2 separate regions of the Mus musculus genome follow, and region 2 is linked to region 1. A link is a contact called in public HiChIP or PLAC-seq data. All regions are on one chromosome and are shown on one strand. The core of a region is the stretch at or near the end of the contact, and the rest is flanking DNA. Distances in the headings are between cores, read along the strand shown.

The links. HiChIP or PLAC-seq counts read pairs in DNA pulled down with a chosen protein or histone mark.
Region 2: a contact with region 1 is called in an H3K27ac HiChIP or PLAC-seq map of embryonic stem cells, with 6 read pairs. The contact joins the enhancer-like site here to the promoter of Stpg1 in region 1. A contact is called at or near these places in 5 of 39 promoter capture datasets (the 3T3-L1 cell line, 3T3-L1-derived adipocytes, the C10 cell line and 2 more), 2 of 15 datasets of contacts at CTCF or cohesin (CD8 T cells and embryonic stem cells), 3 of 484 Hi-C or Micro-C datasets (embryonic stem cells and uterus), 10 of 115 datasets of contacts at active chromatin or transcription factors (acute myeloid leukemia, embryonic stem cells, intestinal villus epithelium and 3 more) and 2 of 9 other capture datasets (adipose tissue and embryonic stem cells).

The regions. Positions count from the first base shown.
Region 1 is chr4:135,493,551-135,499,964 of GRCm38.p6, forward strand. It overlaps Stpg1 (sperm tail PG rich repeat containing 1), which reads left to right and starts at 2,437. Exons shown (of 9, transcript NM_030189.3): 1 at 2,437-2,596. It overlaps Nipal3 (NIPA-like domain containing 3), which reads right to left and starts at 1,028. Exons shown (of 12, transcript NM_028995.4): 1 at 880-1,028.
Region 2 is chr4:135,595,922-135,602,335 of GRCm38.p6, forward strand. No RefSeq gene overlaps it. Among named protein-coding and RNA genes, the nearest start is that of Grhl3, 25 kb to the left of the region's middle. Within about 2 kb of position 3,775, at least 22 of the 459 cell types and tissues checked have an H3K27ac peak or open chromatin away from gene starts, as enhancers often do. A contact at or near this core is called in embryonic stem cells and intestinal villus epithelium, where this site is marked.

The DNA.
Region 1 (6,414 bases), core at 1,187-3,686:
GTAGCTTCAACTCCCCTCTCTACCCAGGGAACCCCCAGAGCTCTGAATACCCAAAGACAGAGGGAGGAAGATTCTCCTTGAACTGCCGTGTAGCATCACCCCAAAGCCTCCGTGGACTCTGTAAGTTGCATTCCCTTATAAGGCTCACACTTTGGCCTGGTGATGGTTTATTGTTGGTCCAAGGCTGACATATGTCCAAGAGGCACACAGCCAAGCCAGTGTTGACAATCACAGTCACAGTTTATGGTCACTGACCCAAGAGAATTCACAAAGTGCTTGCTTCCACTCGAATCCCCCGGCCTCATCTAAATGAATAACTCCGTTAACCCCACCGAGCAAGTCTTCCAGCGAGCATAACAGCCTCGCGGCCATGAAATTGGCTGTAACTAAAAACAAGGGTGTGTGTGTGTGTCCGCGCGCGCCCCCCCGCGTGCGTGCATGGAGGTCTTGTCACCACCTGACGATTCAGTTTGACCAAAGAACGTCGGTTTCATGCCAAGCTTTTCTTTCCCGGGGCTTTTGAGCACTGAGGGGTGACATTCTCGGAGAGACACACCTCTGTTTCAGTACCAAGCACAGAGCTCCCTCCATCCACCTGCCAGTCGCACCGGCTATTTCCTGCACGCTGGAGCCGGCAGTACTGGCCTTCCACTTCCTCATCTGGTAACGCCCAGCATCTCCTTCATTAAGGCAAACCCGTGCCCACCCTCCTTGAAAATATGGAAGAGACAAAAAAAAAAAAAAAAAAAAAAAATCGGAGGCAACAGAACCCAAACTGACAAGGCTGGCAACAACAAGGGAGACTATATTTATACTAGGGGATCAAAACAGCAAGCCTGATTTCAAGTACCCCTTCCCTCAGTCATGACCGTGACTCACCCGGGACGTTCCTTCTAGATCCACCTATCCCAGGTTCCGGAGAAGCGACTCGGACACTCCGTGCCACCCCTAGGTACAGCCTCTTGGATCCCTTCCCAGCTCCGAGTTTCCAAGGGGCTGCAGTGTTTTGCTTTCAAAGGTGGAGACTTGATTTGTTACACTGCCTGCCAGTCCCAAGCTGGCGAAGCCTCTGCGCAGGCGAGTGGTTGTCGGGAGGGGATGGGCGGGACATCCTGAAATAATTGGCTGCGTCGCCAAGCTCGCTTGAAGCGTAGGGGCGACCTGACACTCACCTGGAGGAGTCCCCTCTAGCGGCCAAAGGAAGAAGTCCGGGCTGCTTTGGTCCCCAAGTTATGGCTGCTCACCTCCACCTGCCGGACAAGTAGGCTGGGCTTAAGCAGCCCGCCTGGTGTCCCCCCGCAGTCTGCGCTAACTGCCACCGACCGTCCCGGGCGGCGCCCCTGCTGCTTCCATCAGGTAGCTCCAGTATCGAAACCCAGCAGAGCCCTGACACGTCTCGGGGACCGTGCGTACCCCTTCTTTCCTGCGCCTGCGTCCCACCTGTTGGCTGTATTGCGTCCTTAATTTCCCGGTACGCCTGCAGCTCAGCAGCCCCGGTAGGCTGTCAATCATCCTAGTAGTCCCGTCCCCCCCCCCGCACCCCTCCCCCGCCCGCTGCTGTTTCCCAGGGGTTCGGCTGTGAGCATGAACCTGCGCGTGGAGCTTCCAGCGCGCTCATTTTTCAGCACGCGCCGTTCAGTCCAGAGCCGCACAGCAACCTCTGGGGGAGATGTTGAGATCACACAGGTTTTACGAGGAAATGACATTGGGGAGACCTCAGCGATGGAAACGCGGTAGAACTGGGAGGGAGAGTTTAAGAGAGGATGGAGCTGCCATATTGTATTATGGGAGATGCCCAAAGACCAACTGGGTCGGTGCGAGATTTTTTTTTTTTTTCTTGAGGCGTGGGTGGCAGGAGATGTGATCTGAGGAACAAGCGGGAGACAGTTTCTAACAGGGGACTATCCCATAATTTTAAAGAAGACGCTGGTGGGTTTAAGCCGGGCTGTGGCTAGGCACTGTGGCTGCGGTGAAACGGGTAAGGGGCTCTTGGAATACTGCACGGTTGCCCTTGGGGAATTATGTCATCGACCTTTCTGCTCTCACACTCAGGGTGTGGATGGATGGGTAGGAACACTTGGGTTTATTCCTTCGATGAGTCACAAAAACAACAAACCAAACAAACCCAACAACCAAACAAAACCGAAACAATCAAACAAACAAACAAACAAGAAAAGGGAACTGAACCCCAGAAACAAAAACCCTAATAGTTAGTTCCCTGCCTAACAGGTTCTCCTTAGCATTGTCAATCCGAACCCCAAAATTCTGGTAGCTTTTTTTGTTGGTTTTTGAAACGTCTCCAACGATTGGTCAACAGCTTTTCACATTAAAGACACAGAGGACACCCCTGGCTAGTTAGCCAGTTGCCTGCCGCCGGACTCTGGAATGTTAGGCCAGTGGTTGCCATAGCGACCGGGCGGGAGGGATAGATTGACTAGTTAGGAACCAGTTCCTGTTAAGGGACCGGTCCTTGAGGTCTTGAGGAGGATTCCGCGCACTCCATGGGACACCCACGGAGACCTCCATACTCCGGGTGCGTGCGGAATCTCTGTGGCCAGTTGGGTGGTGCCTCGGATGCCAGAAGGTGCCACTTGGGGTACGAGTGGGTCAGCTTAAGCCCTCAGTGTACCAACGTGAAAAGAGCTCCCCCTTGGGCCCGGTGAATGGTTGGACATCTGATGCCCCTACTTCAGTCTTTGAGGGGGTCTCAGAACTGGGCGGTGGGTGAACCTCCAAGAGCCAGCTCTAACAGAACCCTTTTGGTACTCCCGCGTCTTCCTCAGCAAGTCTTTATTCTGGACTCCATTTTGGCCAAATGAAAGGGTGAGACTGGCTTCTCGAAGCCACTAACCAGTTGGTACAGTTCCATGTAGGCCTTGAACACACTCTCTCACCAAGCAAAATAGCTAATGGGTCAATCTCCTGGGGCTTTGAAAGGTCTTTTGAATCTCCTGTGCCTTCCACTATCCTTTAGTAGGGATGTTTCAAGTTGGAGGAAATCAGGCTAGACCGTGACCATCCGTCATGACCCATCAAGTGCAGGAGGCTCACCTGGCAAGCAGCATCCTGGGCAGAGCTAGGTTATATCTGTTCTCTACCAACTGTACCAGCATTCCATGGAAGACTGGAAAGCAAGATAGATACTTGTTTCCTTCTGGTGGTAGAATAATGTACTCTTTGACAGTTTTATACTTTCTTAAAATTTTCCAAAAATTTGATAATTTGCGTGAGAAGCATAATTTTAAAAATCTCTTGCAACTTTTAAAAAATAGATTATTTTAATTTTATGTACATTGGTGTTTTGACTGCATGTGTGTCTGTGTGAAGGTTGTCAGATTGCCCCTGGAACAGGAGTTATAGTTGTGAGCTGCCATGTTCATGAGAATTGAACTCTTAACCTCTCTCTGAGTCATCTCTCCAGCCCCGAATTTTTTTTCTTTAAAGACAAAGTCTCACTATGTAGTCCTGGCTAGCTTGGAAAGCTCTATTTAAACCAGGCTGGCCTTAGGCTCACAGAGATCCATCCACCTTTTCATGTTGGCATTAAAGGAGAAAACATCACTCCAAAATTTTTTGTTGTCATTTAAAAAAATTAATTTTCACTTTATGAATATGGATATTTTTCTCTGTCTGTCTGTTTCTGTAGCACACACAGGCCTGGTGCCTGTGGTGGCCAGGAAAGGGAGATTATCAGGTCTGTTTACACTGGAGCTATATAATGGCTTGGGGCCTCCATATGAATGCTTAGAATGGAACTCAGGCCCTCTGGAAAACCAGTCAGTGCCCTTCACCACTAGGCCATCTCTCCAGCCCTGTTGCTTTGTTTTGTGAGATAGGGGTCTGGACATATGATCCAAGCTGGCCTAGAACTCAGCGTGTAGATCGGGCTATCCTTGAACTTCTGATCCTCTCGCCTCTATTTCAAAGTGCTTGGATTACACGTCCCACTGCTGTTGCTGCCGAACAAACCAGGGCTTTGTCTTCATGAGACACCATTCCCAGCGTTCTCCAACAGCAGCGTCCTTAACGGGAGGGCTAAAAAATGGTCCTTACTAAAACAGCAAGGTCACACGGCAATGCGGTTAGTGAATACTGGCTGCTTTCAGAGACAGTAAAAGGCACTGTTCTCTGGTCAGTATTGATCGCTGTTTGGAAATATCTTAATGTTTTAAAGCCATAGTTTCCCGTGATCTTATTAAATGTTAAAATCTTAGATTATACAAATTGCCCTCGCGAAGAAGAATCCATCAAGGAACACACAGTGAAGAAGAAAGTTCTAGACGGACTTAAAATTGCTTACTCAATTCCCCCATTCACTAAGATTTAGAGACAGGGAGAGTTCCTTAGGGCGTATGGGTAAAATGAATCCAGAGTCAGCTCATGAAAAATTAACTGCTTTGGAGATGAAACTGTGTACATGCTATTGACAACTAAATGAAAAAAACAAACAGAAAAAAGAAAAAAGAAAAAACAGAATAATAGCCCCAGCCACATGGATTAGAAAACTCTTTAGATCTCAGACAAGCAGGTGGCCCAATAATGTAGTCCCTGAGAGAAGTTACCTCGATTAGGGAGGGAGCAATTTCCAGGCTGCCCTGCAGGCAGGAGGGCAGTGGAAACAAACTCTAGTCTTCTGAATTGAAGTGCATTAGCATTGCAGCTTGGATGGCCCCCAAGGCCTGTTTGTTGAAAACCTGGTCCCTGGCCTTTGATGGTATTGGGGGTTTGTGGAATCTTCAGGAGATAGGGCCCAGTGGAAGGAAGTTAGGTCACTGGGTGTGTGATGTTGGAGGAGCTATTGGGACCAGCCCTTTCCTGTTTTTCTTTGCTTCTCTGGATGCTGTGGAGAGGACCCCCCACCCCTACTTCCACTATGCTGTGTTCCCGAAGTCCGCGCTGATGTAGGCCCTGAGCAGCGGGACCGATGAGGAGGGGCTGAAACCCTGGGAGCCGGGAGCCAATACAAGTCTTTAAGTATTTTGTTTAAGTGATGGGATGCTACCTGACATAAGGACATGGAGGTCAGAGTCCAGGGAAGGCAAAGAATGCAGAATTGTGATCTAAAATACCAGAGGAGACTGTGGCTTAGGGAAAAAGCTGGCAATCTGAAGAGATCGCTTTGGGTGTTGGCTGTGGAACCCCAGAGCCAAGGATACTTCATGTCCCCATAGGCCAGGATGGAGGGACACTGTGTTAGACAGGAGATAGGATGATTCCACAGAAGCAGTATGCCTAGTGACTGAGGGCGTGGCTCAGCTGGCAGACTGCTTGCCTAGCTTACATGTGTGTAGCCCTGAACTCGATTCCCTGCGCCACATCCAGGGGTATAAATGGTGATGTATGCACGCAATCCATCAGTCAGGAGGCGGTGGCAGGAGGATCAGAAGTTCCAGGTCATCATTAGCTCCATGGTGGGTTTGCCAGCCCAGGCTACAAGAGATACTGTTAAAAGAAAATCAAGTATCATGCCTTAGTAGTGACAATAAATGACTTCCAGAATAAAAACTGCTCTGAATCTTCCCAAGCCTGAACGCTTGAAGAAGTCAAACCTGCAAGTTACCAAAAACAAGCCAGGGGAAAAGAATGCAAACGCACGTACCCAGCAGGAAGATCCAGGAAAATGGACCCCAACCAGGAGAGCAGTACCAGCAATGGCAGATATTACAGAACCAGCGGAAAAGCACTCCAGAAAAGCCGTTACAGACTGGAGAAGACTCCAGAAAAGCCGTTACAGACTGGAGAAGACTCCAGAAAAGCCATTACAGACTGGAGAAGACTCCAGAAAAGCCGTTACAGACTGGAGAAGACTCCAGAAAAGCCGTTACAGACTGGAGAAGACTCCAGAAAAGCTGTTACAGACTGGAGAAGACTCCAGAAAAGCTGTTACAGACTGGAGAAGACTCCAGAAAAGCTGTTACAGACTGGAGAAGACTGCCCCCAGGAAGGCAGAGGACAGCATAGTCACCGTGAGGCTGGACGGGGAAGGTCTTTTTAAAAACAGAAAGATAAGAGACGCTGCCTAAGGGTGCAGAGGTTGGTTAGCTTTCTCTGCTGATAAAAAGGGAAAATGTGGTAGACAAGTGGTGTTCCCAGGCATCTTGGGGAGTCCCAGAAGAGCCCCATATTATGTATGGAAGTCAGGGTCCCCTCTTGGGGTTCTCAGTTTCATTACTAAAAGAATTTAAGAAGGAACACTAACAGAAGCCCAAGGACAAAGAACCAAGTCAAACAAGTTGAGGGCGATTGAATTAGTTTGAAAGGAGAAGCCCTTTCAAAGGGCAGGTGAGCTGTACATGTCATGGCTGCTGGGGAGGAAGGACAAGGGTGGAGAGGAGAAGCTGGCACAGAGATCAGCTACTTGTTGAGGACAGGAGCTTTAGAAAAAGATCAAATTCAAAGCATTGGGGAATTTGT
Region 2 (6,414 bases), core at 2,525-5,024, 100 kb after region 1:
CTGTAGTTGAACTCCCTTCCCAGGCCCTTACAAATATTTCTGCCTCATGACAGCAGGGGAATCGTAACCGAGCAAGGTCCAAGGGTTCTTATACACCTTGGGTTTCCTCTTCTTCCTAGAGAGCTTTTATCAAGTGCCCAGTGCCAAGACTTGATGACAGTCAGTGGAACAGAGCAACTACAGCCCTGCATGAGAGAGCTGGGCTGGCAGCCAGGGAATCCAACAGGGAATCCAACCTGCTGGCTGGCTGTGCAGTGCGTGTGGTCCTGTTCCTCCGGCCTTGTGCAAACACCTGGCTTTGTCACTGGCTGAATAGGAAAGTCAGCCCCGAATTAGCACTAATGTGAGGGTGGTGAACTCTCTCTCTCTCTCTCTCTCTCTCTCTTGTGAGGCCCTTTGAGAAGCACAAAAGAACTTCTTCAGGGGCTGGGCTGTTCAGCCCAAACAGGTCTGACTTGGAGACACATGTCCAGGAGGAACACACCAAGGCCCCAGGAGACTCTACAGTGGCTCTTGGATAACTGCTTTCCCCCAACACATATGGAGTGTTGAACACAGTTCTGGGTCCTAGAGGGTGTGTGCTCCTAGGCCCATGGCAGGCCTCAGTACAGGAGCAGGGCCTTTTGGCTAGTTAAGGCTTTGACATTAGAAAGGCCTGGGTTTGACATTAGGGGCTCTGTCTGACCTCACAGGCAGAGATACTCTAAGCAGGTCTGTTCCTTGCTGGACCTCAGTCCTCTCCTCCAGACCATGAGAAGGTAATGGCAATGACTTCAGGAGTTAAGGAGGTTACCGGGAAGGCTGTGAAGACAGCTCAGCTGCTAAAGCAACCGCCACACAAGCAGGGGACCAGGTCTGGATCCCAAGGACCTTTGAGTATCTATAACCCCAGTGCTGAGGTAGGGCCGAGCAAATCTCTGGTGCTCATTGGCTGCCCAGCCTCCTAATGGGTGAGTGTAGTGAGAGACCCTGTGTCAAAAAAAAAAAAGAAAGGAAGGAAGGAAGGAAGGAAAAAAGGAAGGAAGGAAGGAAGGAAGGAAGGAAGGAAGAAAGAAAGAAAGAAAGAAAGAAAGAAAGAAAGAAAGAAAGAAAGAAAGAAAGAAAAGAAAAAGTTGGAGAGCAGCCAGGAAAGACACTTGACATCAACTTCTGACTGCTACATACAAGTGTGTACACAGACATGTACACACACACACACACACACACACACACACACACACACGATGATTATATGCAGTGGTATCAGGCCACTTTCTGAGATGGAGGGAGAAGGCCTTTCTTGACCAGGCTGGCTAAAATCACAGGGCTATGCCACCTAGCCCCATATTGCTCCCCACCCCAACCTAAGCCATGGCATTTACCACCTCCTGACCCTCTCATGAGTTGCTTTCTTTGGCTTTCTCTGTCTCTAGCTATAAGCTACATGAGTGCAGAGCTTGGAGCTTTCACTCATGACTGTAACCCAAGAGTCTTATGTAGGCCTGATACACAGTAGGCCCTCTTTCAGTGCTGAGAGTTTTTGGTGTATATAGCACAGGCGTCTGGCATGCTCTAAGCTTTGATGAAGAGTGGCCATTGCAGGCCACTGCTGTTGGCTTTCTCTTTATTCTCAATGTGACTCCCAGGAACACAGGGACAAAGAGGTCCTAGCATACTGGGCTGGGCCTGTGGGAGGTCCCAACCTTCCCTGATGGCCTAAGTCCAGAGAATGGTGCTCCCCAGCCTGAGAGTCCTCAGTTAAGGTGGAAGGCTGGCAGCCGGGCTGTGTCCAGGGAGCAGCGCACTGCCTCTGGCCAGGCATGTAGCAACCTGCGAGTGCTGTGGCCCTAGCAACCTGGGTGAGGCACAGGGCTGGCACGCCCCAGGGGTCTGAGCTGAGAACTGGCTTGTCTGAGCCTGCTCACCCCTAATCTGACCACTAAATCAGGGAACTGACTGAACCCCGACTTGTCCTAAGGAAGCTCAGAAGCACCTGAACACTGAGGCCTTAGTTAGCCCTGGCTTTGGTCTAATAATCCTTATCCAGCAAGGTGCTAAGCACAAGGGCCTCTCCTGTATGTTAAAGGGTTTGTAACCACAGGCCGCCATCTCCCAGGCCACGGCAAGGACTGTACAGTTTCCCAAGGGTCCATGGGGTGTCAGGCCTGTGTGAGGAGCTCAGGTAGACGGTGAGACACAGAGTCTCAGCCATCATTCTGGAGCTTCCGATCTGACCCCGGGCGGAGGACATGAAACGTAGAGTTTCCAAAATTACAACTGGCAGAAGGCCAGGGAGGAAAAGTACAAAGGACTGTGCGTGCTTTTAATTGGGCACTGAACTAGGCTGGAGTGTTCTCTGAAGAAATGGCATTGAAGCTACGCAGGAAGGATCGTGGGCGTTAACCAAATTGAGGAGCCGGGGTCACGGTGGGCGGAGGGGAAGGGTGCCTCAGAACAAGGGAATGGTATGTGCAAAGGCCCAGTGGCAGGCAGGCCTGATGTGCAACGCGGCTTTATTGAAATCCTGCGACACCACCCCAAGAGGAAGCATCTCATCTCGTTGATTAGGAAACCGGGGTTCTAGAAAGTTAGCCAAGCGCCTGGGATTCCACGGGGCATGCTGGGCCTGTGGGGGTTTCCCGAAGGAAGACTCACCCTGAGTCACTCTGATCCAAAGACCAAGCTATAGAAAACACACAGAGAGAGCCAGAGTTAGTGAGGTTTTCTGGGAGGAAGCTCAGGGGGAGAGGTAAAGACGGGAGGAGAGAAGGGAGGGGACAGGAGAGAAGGGAGAGGAGAGGAGAGAAGGGAGGGGAGAGGAGAGAAGGGAGGGGAGAGGAGAGGAGAGGAGGAAAGGGGGAGGGGAAGAGAAGAGAGGGGAAGGAGATGAGAAGAAGAAAAGAGGAGAGAGGAGGGGAGAAGAGAGGGGAGGAGAGGAGAGAAGAGGAGAAGAGGGGAGGGGAGGGGAGGGGAGGGGAGGGGAGGGGAGGAGAGGAGAGGAGAGGAGAGGAGAGAAAAGGAGAGGAGAGGAGGGGAGAGGAGAGGAGAGGAGAGAAAAGGAGAGGAGAGGAGAGGAGAGGAGAGGAGAGGAGAGGAGGGGAGGGGAGGGGAGGGGAGGGGAGAGGAGAGGAGAGGAGAGGAGAGGAGGGGAGAGAGGTATCCTGCCTCAGAGTAACTTTGAAGGTAATTCTGAGATTCAGGTCTTTCTTTCCCTGTCTTGGAAGTCAGCCCATCTGATACACCTCTCTTGAAATGAGTCATCTTGGAACCCTGGGCAGATGTGCAGATAGGTAAATAAATAACCAAACATGTGGCCTGGGCCCCTCCTCCTGGGGGAGAGAGCCCTGCAGAGTCTGCAAACACCAGAAGAGTGAGCACCTTGGGACTCAGTGTCACCCAAGACCGTTGCTTCTCTTAGTGGCACTGACTAAAATTAAGCCACACAGCTAAAGACAACTCCATGGGTGACTGAGGTCTGTCTGGTGAGCAGACCGGGGGGGGGGGGGGGGGGGGGGAGGCTTGATCGAGGTTCAGGTAGCCTACTCCTCAGTCATTTGCAAGCCCAGCTGTGGCTGTCCCCCAGTGAGCAGCCTCAATTTGACTTCTCATGCAGGAGAAGGTATCTGCTTACTAGGAGGTGCTGGGGTGATCCCCCCATACTTCTCAGCAGGAACATGATGACTGTGGCTGGTGTCTCCTGTCAATGAGTGACACCCAGACACCCACCTGTCCCCAGGTAGCCACACCTAGCAGGGTAAGTGTTAGGTAACTTGGCATGAGACACCCATCCCCATGGGTCATGCATGCAATTCTGCATTTGTCCGGGTGAGTCACTGTCCACAAGGTAAGAACCTTAGGGTCCCAGCCTTGCCTTTTGTCCACCAGGGAGGCCGCACAGCGGTTCTCTGGGTTCACAGTAGAGGGTATGTCCAACTAGCTTCAAGAAGAGATCTTTCATTTGTGGGGGAAAATCCTTTAAAAAAAAGATTGACTGAAAACTTTGAGCCCCGGAAGCAGCAAGGCTAGTTACCTTGCCCAAGGTCACATGACTAGCAGGGCGGACCCAGGTCTGGAACAGGGTGTGGGAGAGCTCTAGAGCACCCTCCCACTCTCATGCTAATGCCTGTGTGTTAGTGTATGTGTGGAAGCCCACAGCCTACGCTGGGGAAGGTCAGCCACCCACTTCCGGGAAGTGCTTTCAATTTCCTTTGTCATAACATATATTCTTTTTATAGTCAAGGAAAATCAAAATGCTATGTTTTAACATCATTGTTGTAATTTGGAATATTTATCAGAGGCCCTTCAAATATCCTAAGGGGTTGATGCTCACCCAGGATCCCTTGGATCTGAGTCAGTTTCTGGAGACTCTGCTCTCAGATGTAGATACTTCATTACCCTTTTTGAGCATGAGCAAGTATGTGGTGTCTGCTGCAGGCAAATGACAGCCTTCAATGGCGGAGCTTCAAGCCTGGTGAGGCAACATATATGTGTGGTTCCAGTACTTGGGAGGCTGAGACAGGAGGATTGTCAATTCAAGACCAGCCTGTGCTACCTAGCCAGTCTGAGGACAGCTGGGCTATATAAGAGCCTAGCTCAAAAATAAAAATGTATGTGGTAACATAGGCCTGTAGTCTCAGCACTTGGGAGTTGAAGGTCTGCCTCTCTGCTACATTGTGAATTCAAGGCTAGTCTGGGCTATATGTAACCCTTTCTCAAACAAACCAAAAAGTCAAATAAAATAAAATAACTTGTCAGGCAGAGTGGTGCACATCTTTAATCCCTACACACAGGAAGCAGAGGCAGGTGGAGCTCTGAGAATTGCTGGCAAGCCTGGCCTAAAAGTCAGGTCTGGAGTAGACAGGGTTACACAGTGAAAGCCTGTCACAGCAAATGAATACGTTAGCTAGTTAATTAGTCAACTTTAAAAACAAACCATAAAAACATATAACTACACAGGAAGATATCAGTGGTGTAGACTTAAATATAAGAAGAATATTAAATTGTATACTGATTGTGGTGTCAACTATATTTTAAAAAAATCTGTAGGAAGTATGTACTGTGTATTAACAATAGTTTTCTGGGTGCAGGCTATGGCAACCATATACTTTTAATTCTCAACAATAATAATATAGGTGTCTGGAGAGATGAGTCAGCAGTTAAGAGCACCTGTTGCTCTTCCAGAGGACCAGTGTTTGGCTCCCAGCATCCACATCAGGTGGCTAACAACTGTTTATAACGTCAGACTTGGGGGAATCCAATGACTCTGGCTTCCAAGGAAAGCTGTGCTCATATGCTTATACCTACATGCACACACAGACACATGTACATTTTAATAATAATAAAAAATTAAATATTAACAAAGCAATAGTATATAAGTTTCTGATGAAGATGGTGAGAAAGTTATATACGATAAGAGCTACTGGTGGTCAATCAAATCACAACAAAGCCAGGCATGGATCTGGGGACAGAAAGACTTACAAGTCTTGTGGTTCATCTACTGTCAGCCAGCAGGCACAGGCTGAGACTTGGATCTGAAGCCAGATGGCCTCCCAGCAGAAGCTGCCCACAATCACAGCAAATGCATCTTTCTTTAGAGTAAAGATGGCTTTCTGGAGAGTGGCTCCTGCTCATTGTGTGCAGTAGTCAGAGAGACAGAGGCAAAGCTGCCACATTCCAAGAGAGCATGGGCTCTGCTTGCTTTACCAGGAGGATTGGCAAGGAGCTGCATCCATGGGGAGAAAGGCTCCTAGTCACAGAGATGTGGACTAAAACCACAACGAGATGCCAGGACACATTAGTCAGAAGCTTAACAAAGACTGACAACACCAAATGTTGACAAGGCCATGGAGCAACTAGAACGCACACTCACGGTAGTGATAAATGATGCATGTGGTATAATAAAGTCATGCAACCACTTTGGGGAAAGATGTGTCAATAATTTATAAAAATAAAACATACATCTAGCTTGTGACTCAGTCATTACACTACTAAATATTTACCAAAGGGAAATGAAAGCTTATTGTCATAAAGGCTTGTATAAGAGTGTCCATAACACTATGTCATAGTAGCCCAAACTGGAAACAGCCAGTGTACCATCCCAGTAGTAAAAGGGAAGGAGGGAGGACTGGAGGTGTGGGCCAGTGGTAGAGCATTTGCCTATTGTGTGCAAGGTCCTGGGTTTGACCACCAGCACACAGTGAGACACAGAAGGGAATATCTTTATTACAACATGGACAAACTTCAAAAGCACTGTGTTGTGTAAGAGAAGCTTTGAACAAGAGCGCACACTGTTCCATTCCCTCTGCATCGACTCTGAAGGCAGCTGAAGACTATCGACGTAAGACATCAGAGCAACCTACTGGGAGAGGAGGAGGACGTAGTAACTGTCTGGAGTTAGATTGTTCCTCATTGTGAGAGAGTTTGAGCCAAACAGGT